Regions from separate parts of the Lactuca sativa genome. Here region 1 is linked to region 2. A link is a contact called in public Hi-C data. All regions are on one chromosome and are shown on one strand. Each heading gives the region's core, a stretch centred on a gene start, on an enhancer-like site or on the middle of the called end of the contact. The rest is flanking DNA. Distances are from core to core; before and after follow the strand shown.

Region 1 (2,700 bases), core at 108-2,607, 300 kb before region 2:
GTGTAAACCTTCTTAACCCTTGAGCTTGATGATGCAACTTCAGTGTTTCTAGATTTCAACTTACGTTCTTGAATTCCAGACTCTTTTGGAAGACTACTTGAGTCTTTAGGGATCCTTTCTATCTTCTTTTTCTCGGATTCTGGTGGAGGTTTTTTCACATTGGTCACTGAAGAACAAGTCTTTGATGAGCTTCCTGTAACTTCCTTGAGAGAAGATGAACGGAGGGAAGGCTTTGAACTTGAAGCTTTTGGCTTCTCTAGGCATTTGTTTTTAGCAACTTTAGTGTGGTTAAGTCTGCCACAGCAACCAATTCGGTTGCAGAATTGAGGACTTCCATTTTGAGAGCCAGCAGTATCTTTCAAAGCAGTCACTGATCTCTTTTTTGGGGCAGCAATCCCACCAACAGCCTGTTTACTATAATCTACATCCATATAACTGCCCCTTTAAGCCTCCTATCTGCCACAAAACTCATCATCAAGCCATAGAAAACCCTAAAATCCTAAATTGAAGCAAGAAATATACGAATTACAAATCAGAAAGCTCAACGATTCTAGGATACACCCTAAAATCCCAAACAGAAACAAGTAATTCACAATAACTCCTCGAAGAAATATAAACAGAACGAAACGATTGATTAACTGCGTGTGTAGATAGATGCACATATAAAGTTTATTTGCATGCTTTGAGGTAAATAATCAAAGAAGAAAGTATATCATATGATTCTTATCTTTTTCAAATAAAGAATCATAAAAAAAAAAAAAAAAAAACCTCGAAGAACGAGGTACGTAAAGTTATTCCGTCTTTCGATATCGATACGATCGTAATCACGATCATCGATGAATTTACCTAACGTATTTCATCAACCTTAAACATCAAACGTCAAAAGCAAATCAACGAACCTAATATTAAGTCGCTTGTTAAGAAGATGTATTTTGATCAAGTAAAGAGATGGAAGAAGATGTATTTTGATCAAAAAATACGATAAACCTGAATCGCCGATGATACAAAATTAGAATGAATAGGGTTTGTTATAGCTTTACCTTATTGGTCGTGTGTATGAGATAAAGCAAACAGGAGGAGAGAGAATCCGAAGGTGATGTGGGACTAATCCATCCACTATATAATAATGACGATTAGAATATGGAAAGATGACAAAATTGAAAGAAGCTAAAATTCCGGCCTGCCGAGAGAAATTGTCGCATTTGAACCTCAGAATCAGAATCCGTTCGTTCAATGTCAACGGCCGTCTCAGGTGGATCGTGGCATCATGATCCGGAGCTTATCATGGACATGGACTCGGTGGGGTCGGTTGCCTTTGGCCTGCAACTAAAACCAGAACTTTAAGGACGATTGGATTGCTTGATGGTTTTTTTGTGAGGATTTGAATTTGTCGAAATATTTTTAAATTTGTGAAAGAATTGGGATTTGAAACGATTTGGAATTGATTGTGGTTTAGGTTGTAAAATCTTTGAACAAAAATAAATAAAATATGTTTTGTAATCTTGTTTAGTTTTTTATTTTAAGAAAAATAGAAAATCTCATAGAAACCTAATCTATTAACTTAAAAAAACAACCTAATCCACTATCGCTTAATACTTATATCAATTTTTAGTATATTTTAACCACAGCATTTTTTATGTTAATACATCGTAACGGCTTGCCCCAAGCCCCCAACCAACTTGTTGAATCAAGAAACAAACAGTAAATGATAATTACACAAAGATCATAATACAAATTATAACATTCTATTGATTAAATAATGTTTATAGCTCAAATATTACGTTGTATAACATGAACCGACAAAACGAGCAGCGCTCATCCCCGCCGCCACTAGGATGCAGTCCTCCAATCTCCTCCGTTGAAGCAAATGTCCTTCAACGCCTGAACCATAGACAAACTGACGCCCGACAGTTGAGGTGCTCGATCCAAGGAGATCACCATGCGAGGATAACCAGGACCGACCAGGTCGTTGTTAACCTACAACCACCGATCCTGCAAATTCATCATGTTCGCTCTTTGATTAACGATGAACGCGTGATTATTTTGCCGCTGAGAAAAAGTATGCACACCAGACTGGGTGGATGAATTGAAGAAAGTCTGGAAATCCCGAAGTTGGGGAAGAATACCCAAGGCTTGGCAGTTTAATTCGAACCCGACGATCTTATTGACGGTATTAGGAGTAAGATCATCCACAGAGAATCCATACTCATGCATGACTTCATCAAAGAAATCTGATATTAGCAACCGCAACACTGCCTCGAAAATCGACACAAGGACTCCAACCTTCCCTACCGGTGGTTGATAGATGATAGCCCTTCCTTCGGAAATTACATATCGTGCTCTGACATAAACCCAAACCGAAACTAAAGGGATTCGAACTCTTTTGGTGTTGGATCGTTCCCAGATCACGCGGACGTCATTGCCTTCCAATAACGACGACAAGACGAAAGAGAAAATAAGCAAGGAGAAGGTAGAGGCAATCGAAGAAGAGGAAGTAGAAAAAAGAAAGTAAAATCGATCCTGATAAAGGAAGGTTTAAATACAAAGCGGGAAAACCGAACAATTGTCATGATGAAACCGTTTGCGCAGACGGCTCCATCACATCAGTGGACATCAGAACCATCTACACCAACCATGTGTCGTGATCTAAGCTATAACAACTCAGTTATCCCAGGATAACGCTGACTTAGACTAGCCTAA
Region 2 (2,785 bases), core at 204-2,703:
TAAAATGTACACAAACACGATTTTATAAAAAAAATATAGATACACACCTATTTATGTGCATATATATATATATATATATATATATATATATATATATATATATATATATATATAAAGGTGATAGGTGTTTGTGTACATTTTTTTTTTGTAAAATACGTTTTTATATACATTTTTTTATAAAAACGGATTTGTATATATTTATATACTTAATAAATACATATTTTTATAACTAGATATTTCATATACAAAATCTTCTTAAAAAAACTTTTTATATAGAAAATATAAGATTTTTATGTGAAAATACGTTTTTTTTTTGTATAAATATGATTTTATAAAGAAAAAACATATTAGAACAATTTTTTGAGAAAAAAGTTGTAAAAAAGACTTAAGTTAGGATGAATTCATAATAAAATTCTTAAATTTGGGCAAAAAATTGTAAAGTTTGGACCATATTTGTAACAAAATTTCAAAATATGGGGCAAAAGTGTAAATTTTGGACCAAATTAGTAATAATTTTTGAAATCTGGGTCTGAAATGTAATTTTTGAAAGTTGGATGACATGTTGACCGGGTCAAAGGGTTAAATTGAATACGATTACCGGTATTTGAGACTTAAGGGAATAAAAATAAAATATAGGGACTAAATCGATTATGAGGTCAATATGTAGGGAATTTATTGCAGTTTTTCTTTTTAAAATTTTATCGAATAAGGGAGGAGGGAGTCGTTCCCTCCCAACCCACTATCACATCAATTTTTGTCTCTTCTTTTTTTTCATCTTTTCCAACCTACAACACACAAAAATCATATCTTTCTCAACCACTCAACCCACCCAATTAAAAAATACAAAACAACTAAGATACAAGTTTTAAAACACATGATACAAGAGAAAATGAAAGAGAGAAAGTAGAGAGGTGATTAAGTGGATCAGTGAAACCAATTAACCAACCCATTGAAGCGGGAGTGGTATCGCCGGTAACTCTATTGCTAATTAAGATTTTACTTTTGATTATTGTATTTTTTTAATTAAATGGGTTGAATGGATTCAAAAAAATAGGATTGTTATTTGTTGTGGTTAGAAAAAATTAAGAAAAATAAAAAAGAAAAAATAGTGTGGGTACTCTATCCTTTCTAACCGGAAAATTTTATAAATGAAACTCTTAACTCCTTAGATCCGTAACCGTAACCATGTTGTGTAAGAAGTTTTGATATTATCCGTTTAAAGCTATATAAATAGTAACTAAATACTCTTACTGTCTTACAATGTAAACATAAATCTTTCGAGTTATAATGCCAACTTTGTCCGAATCCAAACTTTGGTCCTCACTCAATTATACTAGAAAAGTCCCCTCCACCCATTTTGGGTAAGATTCCGACACGTGTCAATCCATTATTCGTCCTCTACTCCTTTTGGATAGCTTTTAAGATATCGGAGAGAGAATGTGATTTCACTGAAGAACCAAAACCCAAAATCAATTAAACAAAAGCCATCAAATATACTCCATGAGCAAAGAGAGCTGGAACATGGCTGCGACCCTTTGTGATTCCTGCAAAACAACGTCGGCAGCTTTGTTCTGTAGAGCAGACTCCGCCTTCCTCTGTATACCATGCGACGGCAAGGTCCACGCGGCGAACAAGCTCGCGTCTCGCCACGCGCGTGTGTGGATGTGTGATGTTTGTGAGCGAGCTCCGGCGAGCTTCACCTGTAAGGCGGACGCTGCCACCCTCTGTGTTACCTGTGACCGCGAAATCCACTCAGCAAACCCCCTCGCCCGCCGTCACGAGCGGTTTCCGGTGGTGCCATTTTATGATCCTGCAACTGCCGTGTCGAAGGTAGGTGGTGGAGGTGATAATGATAATGATAACAACGACCACCATTTCCTATTGGATTTTGATGTTAACGTCGCCGGAACTGAAGCTGAAGAAGCGGAAGCTGCTTCGTGGCTTATCCCAGATCCAAATATAAACAAAATCGTTGATGGATCTGAGGATGATAATAAATCGGAGTACTTGTTTAACGAGATCGATCCATACCTTGATATAGATCTGAAAACGCCGGATCAAAAGGCTAATCAGATCATTCGCAGATACAATTCCCCAACCGATGGAGTTGTTCCGGTGCAAAACAAGATCGAAAATCGCCATTACCAGATGCCACCACATGCACATGCTTCTTCTCCAGATGTAGTGGAGGGATTACCTGCATATGACGTCGATTACACCGGATCTAAGCCTTTCATGTACAACTTCACCTCTCAATCCGTCAGCCAAAGCGTAAGTGCAATCCAAACCAAATCCGAATACTTATAATTCATTATAACAACTTCAATTTCATTATATCAACTAATCAGGATATATTTAATCATCAGGTATCATCATCTTCACTGGAAATCGAAGTAGGCGTCGTACCGGACCACAACGCAAACGCAACCATGGCGGATGTATCAAACAACCACCACCACCCATCATTACCGGAAGTATATCCGACTCCTGTGTCGGGTTTCGATCGTGAAGCCAGGGTTTTAAGATACAAAGAAAAGAGGAAGAACAGGAGGTTTGAGAAAACGATTCGATATGCTTCGAGGAAGGCATACGCAGAAACAAGACCCAGAATTAAAGGACGATTCGCCAAGCGAACTGAAATCGATCTAGAAGTGGAAGACACCTTCATTTCCCCAGATTCCTCATACGGCATCGTTCCATCCTACTAATTATGTTTTTCTTTTACATTTTTTTCGTCCATGTGTGTTTTTTGTTAATCCATGTGTATATATATTAGATGACCTCT

What was found. A called contact is a pair of places that touch in the nucleus more often than the background predicts.
Region 1: a Hi-C map of leaf shows a contact between it and region 2, with 5 times the contacts expected there. The contact joins the promoter of LOC111897544 here to the promoter of LOC111897546 in region 2. A contact is called at or near these places in 3 of 4 Hi-C or Micro-C datasets (leaf and seed).

What each region holds. Positions count from the first base shown.
Region 1 is chr5:131,961,072-131,963,771 of Lsat_Salinas_v11, reverse strand. LOC111897544 (E3 ubiquitin-protein ligase MBR2) reads right to left here and starts at 1,357. Exons shown (of 6, transcript XM_042902563.2): 1 at 1,041-1,357; 2 at 1-452. The coding sequence starts at 431.
Region 2 is chr5:131,660,413-131,663,197 of Lsat_Salinas_v11, reverse strand. It overlaps LOC111897546 (zinc finger protein CONSTANS-LIKE 4), which reads left to right and starts at 1,453. Exons shown (of 2, transcript XM_023893500.3): 1 at 1,453-2,271; 2 at 2,367-2,785. The coding sequence starts at 1,501. The coding sequence ends at 2,708.